2 separate regions of the Anas platyrhynchos genome follow, and region 2 is linked to region 1. The links are chromatin contacts, called in public Hi-C maps. All regions are on one chromosome and are shown on one strand. The core of a region is the stretch at or near the end of the contact, and the rest is flanking DNA. Distances in the headings are between cores, read along the strand shown. Region 1 overlaps SUFU (SUFU negative regulator of hedgehog signaling). Region 2 overlaps ARL3 (ARF like GTPase 3).

Region 1 (4,845 bases), core at 1,632-4,131:
GAAATCCCTTGAGTTGTTAACTATGGCTTATGGACTCAGACACAAGTATTTGTACAAAGCCCGTTTGCAGTCAGTTTATGCATGCAAGTGTGTTTTTAGTCAAATTCTGGCACTTAGGTGAATGAAGGGACAGAACATGGCGTGTACGCCCTATGCCTTATCTTTCAAAGGTTCAGGCTTTGCATACCACTGCAAGTGACTTTTCTAGATGTCCACAGTTTCAATCAGCGCTATTTTTAAAAAATACCTGTGGCAAATGTTGTAGTCGTTAGCATAAGACAAACGGTTCCAGGTGATTGAGTTACTTTGGCTTAATGAGTTACGTGCCTGTGGTATCAGAGTTATCAGCAGCAGGTGCACGGTTGCCTGTGCCTGTTGAGAAACCAGTGGGACAGTTAACACAAACATATTTTATTTTACATTACAAATGTGTGAACAGTCTGTCCTGATCACTTACCGCAGCTCAGCTGACCAGCAGTAACTCATCAGGCAGCTGTGACTGTTGGTAGGTGCCATATATCTTACCTGAAGGTTTCCCTGTTGCATGGTGGAGGCATGCTTGTAATGCAGTCTCTGAGTGTAAATACCAGAGGAATGGTTGTCCCCACGGAAAGCACTGAGTGAAAAAATGGGAATTGATGCTATAGATGATCACGTGTGTGTATCTTATAGACATTTTATTGAAATGCATAAGTAACGCAGGTTGCATTTGTCAAGTCCCAGGGGATTTCTGGGCATTGTCACCGTCCGTAAGTTTGGTCCCACTGATGAGCCTGCTTAGACCCTGCCACGTGATGTGGAGTCTGGGTTCTCTCCTGCAGCTCTCAGCTCTCTGAAAGGCTGGCAGTGCCCTGCCCGTGCATGCGTCAGTGCCTCATCATGGGGATAGGCATGCACGGGGACCAAGGTGAGCTGATAGAGCTCTAAAACAAGGCCCTGAGTTTGAGGGGGGAGGTAGGGGAGAGCTCCCTGCCTCAGAAGGAGACTTGTGACGGGCTTTGTGAAGCAAATCGGTCATATATTCCTTAAAAAAAAATTAAGTTGCTGCCTTCAAATGGCTTCCATGCTGATGGCAGAAGCTGTAGTGCTGTATCACAGTGATATATCTTCATCAGTCTGTTGAATGCTGCTCGCAGCCTTTTAATTCACACGCATGTTTTATTCCCTAGGGGGAGGCTCTTACATGGACGGCACTTTACGTATAAAAGTATTACAGGGGACACAGCAATCACGTTTGTATCAACGGGAGTAGAAGGAGCATTTGCAACAGAAGAGCACCCCTATGCAGCACATGGACCTTGGTTACAAGTGAGAGAGCCTTCTTCCTTTTTCTCTCCCTTCCTCCTTTACAGTGTCCTAAAAGTGATCCTGCTAAGGGCTTACGTGGCTTAGAAGTGTAACAAACCTGTTAGTTCTTGCTGCAACGTTTCTTATAGTTCTGGGGTACTATTTTCAGTGACTATGGACTCAAAAAATAATGGTGAGATGTTACAATTTATATTAACAGAGCTCAAATTGATATGCAGTAGCTGGAAAGTTCTAAAATCATCTATGAATACAGTAGTATCCATTTCCTGGAGTCAGCAAACACTTTGCAGGCTGTATTTACTCACGATTTCTTCCAGAAAGGAATTTGGGGAGGCAGAGTGGAATGACCTAAACAAGAATGGAGCCAGGGCAGAAGAGTAGCAAGCTGATCTCGAGAGAAAGCTGTGGGACTTTGATCCTACAGAGTCGGGATCTCAGTTTTACATCGTCCTTTACAGGAGAGCAGCACAGATAGTGCAGCCTCTTTCAGTTATACCTCTTTCCTATTGATTCTTTGATGAAAGTCTGTGGTTGCTTGAAGCACCCACACATTTTCTGCACCATATTTCCCTTGGAAGTTCCCCATCTGCTTGGTGTTGAGGGTCAGCCCTACGGAGCCAGTGATGCACTAACGATATGGTGGCACAGCGCTGTTCTAACCTTGAATTTCTTCATGGTTATAAACATATTGCAAAAAATAATTATAATAATAAAAAAAAAGCTTTAGGGAATGTGTTTGTGCAGAAAAGCCTATTTCTGAGGGACTGTATACATGCAGTGCCTCTCTGCCTTCATTGTTACTGTGGCATTCCTGCCTCCCCTTCTGCTTTTAAGGCAGAGGTTTGTTTTAGCATTGCAGCGTTGCATTTAACCTTCCCCTGACTTGTTTTCAAGGCATTCCACTGCCTCTGTTCGTATGTCTGGAGGACATCATACCTTGAAGCCTGTACGGCTTGTAAAGGAGCTGATCTTGGCTGAAATCATCTCGTGTAGGGATTTTCAAAGAACTTGCGTGCTTTGATTGTACTGGCTGGAAAGTGCAACGCTCCTGTAATGATTAACAGCAAACGGTCAGGTTTAAGGGTGGGTCATTTGCTGTTGGTTCCTGTGCTTGCCAACACATGATACACGGGATCTTGTGACTGTGTTAACTCCAAACATAAGAGTGTTTGTTTGCATTTACATCACATCTTGAAATGTATTGATGTGTGGAGTAGTCAGGTAACCTCTAAGAGTGAAGAATGGCAATAATTAGGTCACCATTCAGACAAGCAGCTAATGTTAACCCTTAGGAACCTGGTTGCTGTCACTGGGACACCAAAAATTAGGTATTTTTTTGGAGTAGGTGGGAGGGAAAGGTGGAGACTTTCTGTCTCCTGCAGGGAAGGGAGAAGCAAGTTCCCTCGCTTGTCTCCTACACAAGGTCAGTGCATCGGATCTTCTCTTCTGACGTGACTGCCTTTGTGCTGGCTCTTGCCCCATCCTGTGATGGGAATGAAGGAGGACAGCCCGGGTGGGGGAGGAAGGGAGGCCAGAAGCAGCCTGGGACAAGAGGAGGAGCACCCGGCTGTGTGAGATGCATGTGGGAGTGTCTGAGGCTCTTGGCTTAATATGCAACGAGAGGCTTCAGCTGCAGTCCCTTGTGGTGTTGGGAGCGGAGGAGGGAGGTTCGTGTGGCTTTGCTTCAGAAGGCAAAAGAAATTGTGGTGCGCAGAATTTCCGAGGAGGCGAGCTGCGTTGGGTTCAGCCCCTCGCAGCCTGGGCTGGCCGAGTTGGCAGGCCCCACAAAGCTTTCACAGCGAGGCCCGGAGGGGCTCTGCCTCCTCCCTCGCTCGGGACCCCAGGCACGGCGATGAGCTCCGAGGAGAGCTGGCGCCTGAAACGCAGCACTGCAATGCAGAGGCTTGCTGCAAAGGCACGGCAACGGAGGGACCATGGGGAGGAAGAGAGACAGCAGGCCTCTCTCCTCCCGGGGAGGAGACAGCAAAAATCCCGGCCTCCATCCCATGCAGCAGCAGGCTGGCTCCTCTCGGGCCCAAGTGGGAGCCCAAAAGTGCAGATTAAACACAGCAAATCCTGTTCACATCTCCTGGGCTCGTATGGAGAGTGTCCGAGGTGGGTCAGTCGATCAGCCCGGGCTGATCAGGGTCGCCTGATGGACGGTGAGCGGTTGACAGGGGTTTGGCAGGTCCCGGCGCCGTTCCTAGCGGGCAGCTGGCGCTCGGCAGGAGCGTTTTTAGCAGCCTCAGCAGAAAAGTCATTAGACCACGATGATTGTACGCCCCCGTTTCTATCAACAGCCTTTCCAGGTCACGTTCGAGGTATGTTACTAGGGGAAAGCCTGTCCTGCTGCTGCCCATGCTCTGGGGATGATTAGATTATTTCATTCTCCAGAGCTGTCAAATTGGCACCTTTCCCAAGTACTTGGAATTTTTTTTTTTCATTTAAGTAACATTTAATTAGTTCTAAGAAGCTAAATTCTATTAAAGGTCTAAGCATGTCGGGCTGGTTTATTTCTGAACTTCTTCCACCGTGTCATGTATTGTTGAATAGGGAAATTGCTTTGACTCAGGAACATACAAACATATTCAAGAAGCCCTCCTTGTTAACACTAGACTCCTGTTTATATGCTAGTTACTGTGGCAGAGTCTCTGATGTGTAACACTTGCATTAACATCACACATGATCAAAGGCTTCCGCCCTTCTTTCTTCCATTCCCCCTTCCCCCAGTGCTGTGGCAGCGGTGTCCCCACACTGCCTCCTCAGCACCCCCAGCCTCCTCTCCTCTCCTTCCCGAGGGGTGGATGTCCCAGATGGACGGTGAAAGGCTGTGCAGGAGCTGCCTGGCCCAATGTCAGGGGGTTAAGGATGTTGATCATGCACACAGACTGACAGTGACTGCCCCACAGAGACATTTGTATTCGTGGTAGGGTGTCCCAGGTCCTTGGTGTGAGCTGTGCCAAGCATGCAGTCCATCACAGATCAGCCTTGTTTGTCTGTAAACCTACCCGAAGCAAGGTGAGGTCGTGCGTGTGTTCTCCTTCCCTCCCTTACTTATGCTCAGGCAGATGATAGAGACGCTCTGTTGAAATGTGTTACTGATCAAGCCCGACCCAATAAAGTTGCCTGAGCCTTTAATACATATTAATATTATCCTGGGGTAGTTTGTGTCAAAGCCTGTCAGCATGCATCATCCTTTGGGAATTACCATCATTAAGTCTCCAGTGATGGGAGTCAGGACATGCTTCTGCAAAGCTCCCCTGCTTTTATGTGGAGCTCTCTGCCCGTCTCGCACAAAGCAGACTGTTCTCCCCTCCTACCTTGCTCACCTGGACTGCTTACTCTCCCCAGAGGGGAGAAGGAGGGTTGTTTAACACTACCTTCAGATAATTTCTGCTCCTGCTGCTCTAGGCAGTCATTGTTCTAGGGAAGAAGATGACAGTCGAGTCTTTGATCATGTGCAACGTGCATGTTACGCATCAGATATTGCTGCAAACTCCGGCATACAAGCCAATACGGTGCAGTAAAAAACAAACC
Region 2 (4,845 bases), core at 1,019-3,518, 70 kb after region 1:
GATTTTCTAGCCAGTTCTAGTTACAAAGTTCCTGTTTCTTTTTTTTTTTTTTTTTCAATTACATCCAAAAGACAATCAAGTCAATATGATTTCCATTTCAACTTTGTAAATAAGAAAATAAGATTCCTCAGGGTCTTGGTTTGGCAAGGTTTAAAGGACTTAGAGAAGTTTTTGCTTTCAGTATTGGGCTCCATTTGCTATTATTGTATAACTTTAATGAAAACCGTTCTATTTAAACAGAATTAGGCTACCTATGTTCCTTGCTTCCCATCTACCAAAATGATCTGCATTGATGTTGAAAGGCAAGTCTCTCTTGAAATGCAAATTTCCCTCATAAACAACAAAATCATCCTCCTAACTTTTGTGAGCAAGGGGCACTCAGAAGCGCTCCGTTACTTCAAAGGAAGCTGGGCATAAGAAGCTCACCTGACCCGTTTCTTCAAACCTCTTCCTATCCGCGCTGTCGATGACATAGATCTGAAAAAGAAAGGAGGGGAAAAGTTACTTTTCCCAGATGGTGTTCTTCCACACTAGCGTGTGCTTAAATGAGTTGAACCTAATAATTATGCTTCGGGGCATAAAGATGCTTGATATTATTTACATAGCAAATGTTGACAAAACTTGGTGACGCTCAGAGAGGAGAGGAACCACCTTTTGAAAAGCCAGGGGGAGCGGACAGCCACATGGTTGGGATCAGAAAGGAGCTGGTGGCAGCACTGGGAATGCTCTTGCTGCCTCCGTGGTATCTATTAATGGCACTCAGGGGACAGAGGAAGCAGGAATATATTGGGGACAGTGAGTTTCTCTCCTCCTGCAACCTCCTGGAACAGGCGGGCAGGGATGATGGCTGGATCCTGCTTGCAAGACTCCATCTTCAGCTGCCAGCTTGTTTGCCAGGGCGGTGGAGGAGACAGGGAGCAGCTGGCTCACCAAGCGTGACCACACAGTCCTGCCGCCCCCTCAGAGCTGGGCACCACATCTCACAGCCCACGAGGAGGTCCCAGCCAGACAGAAGGGTGGGCAGAAGGGTGGTTCTCCAGCCTGCAGGCTCCCTGCCTTGGCAGGGGGTCTCCACCGCCTCCAAGCGGCATTCCATGTGCTGAGTTCCTTCTGTAAATGCAAAGAGCTTCCCAGCAGAGGCAGCTCTCAGTCTGCATGGGCTAAAAGGCTCCTTGAAGGTCCTCCTAGACGAGTAAATAGTAAGTCTGGCCATCCTCCCTCCCTTCCTGCAGCAGTATTACTGCAGATCAGCATGCACATTTAAAGAAATTGGGGAACCTCAATATAACACCCAAGCAAGAACCACCTGGCACCCCTTTTTTATTATTTGGGAAGGTTTTTGAAGGAGAAGGATGCTGGGGCAGCAGACAGGGCCAGGACTGGTGACAAACACTGAGCCTTTTGCTTCCAGTCCCTGCCATTCTCCATCAGCGCTGACTGAAGACGTTAGCATGTCATATGCATGCTCTGGTGGCTTACAGGGAGCAAGTGTCAGCCTGGTTTTGAGGGAATAGATGAGCACAGCACCCCGCCATCAAGATAAATGGCATCCTCGCAGGCAGTCTCAGCGTTAAGACTCCACGCTTCCAGGATATTTTTGACCAAATAGTTGGGGGAAGGGAAGACCTCTAGCAGCAAACTGCAGTCACTCCCTTAATGAGCAGTGCTGGGCTTGTTTAGAACAGGACCGAACGCACATCGGGAGAATCTGCATGCCAGGCTCGAGGAGGAGGACAACCAGCAGCCTCGCAGTCCTCTGCTGATCGCTCGGGGTCTGTCATCCTCCCAAGGGCAGGCTGATGCGTGCTGACAGAGGCTGGGGGATACGCGGCGGGGCTGGACGCAGCTGCACGGGGATGTGACAGCAGCGCACATGCCACGTGAGGGGGAAAGGCCCACGGGTATGTGTGACAGCCTCTCCCCGCAGCGTGATCCCAAATACGTTCAGCAATACTGCATCAGCTGCACCCATCCTCCCCGGGCATCCCGTTCGGGGCAGGAAGCACAAGCCAAAAGAAAGGGAGAAGCTGCAGGCTGGTGGTTGTGAAACTTGACTGTCATCTTTCCTCCTTCAGGATGTCTCGGGGGAAGCTCAGCGACACACGGATGGGCTGCTCACGTGAGTGTTCTCAGCGCGCTGCTTCTCGTCTGGGAGGTGGCACCTCCCCTGTTATGGTGCTTCTCTCACTGGCAAGGAAGAGCCCTGAGTCCCAGGCAGGCTTTCTCTCCGTTCCTTGTGAGGGAGCTATCTCGCGAGATAAGAATTGGAGACAACAGCGCTCAGGGCGAAAGCCACAGAAGCACAGCACAGAGAAGGTGAAGTATGTGCGGAGTGCCTACTTCCAAACCAGAGAGCACTGTGCCAAATAGCTGCAGGTGCCTGTCTGAATATGCAATCAGCCAGATATCCACACCTTATTTGCCTGGGTTAAGCTTCCAAATATCACAGGTGTGTGATGCAAGACCGAGCTCTCATTCAAAGGCACCTGCATGGATTTGAATTTGCAATCACTTCCTGCTTTTTAATACCCTTTAGAGGGTCCTTTCTGCTTTGTGCGATATAGTTTAGGAGAAGACAGAAGCAGGGGGTCCTGGGAACTGTGGCGTATCTTATTTCTATCCTCCTTCTACAGCCAGGCCCACACAAGATCTTGTTTCTGGCTGTAGTGTTTTGTAGCATGGTTCACCAGTTTGAACAGCCCTTGAGTACATTGTACTGGAGCTTGAGAAATAAATTCCTGTAAAGTTGGGTGCCTCCTTTGAGCAACAGGCCAAAACAAAACCCGGAGCAAGTGGGCTGAGGAGAAATTGCAAGCAGCGGGGCTGGATGAGGAAATAGTATGAGGGATAAGGTAGCTCAATTTACAGAGGTGTGACCTGCACCAGGTTTGACAGAGGGGATAAATTACCAGTTGTAAGGGGTGTGAGGGCTGGCAGGAGAGCTCAGTCCCATCCTTTTAGCTGCTATCCCGGTTTTGATGTGTATGGACGTGGCAAAGCACTGCACTAACGTGCAGACAGCTCCCAGCCTGGGACTGGCTGCTAGCTGGCCATCAGGGAATGCAGGCGGGAGAGCTCAGGCCCACACGCACACCACTCATTCCCTCTCTGAATTCACTCTGCTCCTTCCCCCAAACTGACTTGGCTTCTACCTATTTTCTTACTTGTATGAAAAGAAAGGTTTTCTCTGAGCATTGCTTTAGCTGGGAAGGGAGGAGGTTGGGAACACAACTGCTTTCATCTCCTCCAGCCTTAAAATTCACCCTTATTTCTCCCATGCGCCCTGGGAAGGGGGGAAGCCCACAGCACAGCTCATTGTTTTTTGCCAGCAGACTTCCAGATAGTGTTTTGCAGTTGCGCAGTCTCTGCAGCCTGAGCAACTGCTGTAGCAGAGACAAAGATCCCCTAGCTGCTGCTTTGCAGTGTTGACTTTGATTTGCAAACCTACGGCCTCCCCACCGCATGCAGCTGCAGAGCCTGGACTCAGTGGGCCTGATCGCCTCACAGCCACGCCGTGCTCCCCTTCCTGACTGCCACAGAGGGGTACGGGCTGTTTGTCCTGCTGGTTTTTCAGACACAGAGCTTCCCCCTGGGAAGATCACACCATGGCTCTTTGCAAAAGCAACTGCCTGGGTTTATGCCACGGTGGTTGACCTCAGACATCGGATTAGAAATTAATGCTGAAAAAGGGGAATCTGCAGAGAGGCTGCTGGGGACTTTTTAGTCCCAATAACAGCTTTGTTTGGACAACGTTTTCTAAGCCTGCAGGTACTGCCCGGCCTTTCCAGACACGAGCCTTGGAGCAAAGGGTCCTGTTCCTAGTTCCTAGCAGCACTGATCCTTCCGTGGAAGCGCACTGAAGCTCCCAGCACGTTGGTGAGTGTGTGTGACAGAAGGGAGGAAGGGCGTCTTTCAGAGAGAGCTTCCTGCTTTCCCATGGGAGCCTGCAGGCCTTGCTCAGAGCAGCCTTTTCTCTGCTCCCACTGGCAACGCTGCTCGGCAGGAGGGTGGGCCTGGAGCCCCCAGCCCACTGCATGTGTGGCTGAGTTTTAGAGGTGCTCTTTGAAACTAGTCAGCACTCACTCGGAGGGTCCCAGGGCTCTGGCACAGTCCTGTGGTGTAATTACAATTGTAGTAAACTGCAGCAAATTGTAAGGTAATTGCAGCTAAGTCGTCAAAAACATTAAAGGACAGTCTAGTGATTAAAGGACCGAAGGAAAAGACAAGGGGTCTCTCTATGCCCCTCAACCAGAAGCCTTCCTATCTGATGCCAGACGTGACACTGAATTCCTCCGTGCCTCAGTTTCTCCAGCTGTGTCACTAATACCCATGACAAGCCTTGGGAGCCTCCAGTGAAAGGAGCTATAGATGGGCATGCTAAAAGTTATTAATGTTCCTTCATGTGAAAGAGCCTGAGATGAGAGGAAAGGAACGGGCTAGCTCTGACCAGCCCCATCCTGTGAAAGCAAAAACATACAACTGAATGATTTCTCCAAACATCACTGTATTTTTCTTACTGCACCCAACCAATCTTGCCATTTTCCTCAGAATAACTCCTGTTACAATGGCAATGGTGTTGCTGAGGCCTGGGACATTACAGTGCTTGTTCCTGAATTTCTGGCCGAGATCTTGGAAAGCCATTGCATGAACACAGCATTCAAGCGCAGCCAATACTCACAAGGATATCAGTGTTTTCAAAATAGTTCCTCCAGTACGGCCTGATCCTCCTCTGTCCGCCTATGTCCCATACGTTCAGCTTGAAGCCCTGGGACTGTACGCTTTTGATGTTGAAGCCCTGGAAAGAGCAGAAACAAAGCCACATAGAGCATAAACCTGAATGGCTGG

Evidence for each region. A called contact is a pair of places that touch in the nucleus more often than the background predicts.
Region 2: a contact with region 1 is called in a Hi-C map of skeletal muscle, with 2.9 times the contacts expected there. The contact joins two enhancer-like sites. A contact is called at or near these places in 2 of 8 Hi-C or Micro-C datasets (liver and skeletal muscle).

Annotation. Positions count from the first base shown.
Region 1 is chr6:27,866,255-27,871,099 of IASCAAS_PekinDuck_T2T, forward strand. SUFU (SUFU negative regulator of hedgehog signaling) reads left to right here. Exons shown (of 13, transcript XM_072039740.1): 11 at 1,170-1,308. Among named protein-coding and RNA genes, the nearest start is that of TRIM8, 27 kb to the right of the region's middle. Within about 2 kb of position 2,882, at least 2 of the 8 cell types and tissues checked have an H3K27ac peak or open chromatin away from gene starts, as enhancers often do.
Region 2 is chr6:27,937,068-27,941,912 of IASCAAS_PekinDuck_T2T, forward strand. ARL3 (ARF like GTPase 3) reads right to left here. Exons shown (of 6, transcript XM_072039747.1): 3 at 4,679-4,795; 4 at 427-477. Among named protein-coding and RNA genes, the nearest start is that of SFXN2, 11 kb to the right of the region's middle. Within about 2 kb of position 2,269, at least 1 of the 8 cell types and tissues checked has an H3K27ac peak or open chromatin away from gene starts, as enhancers often do.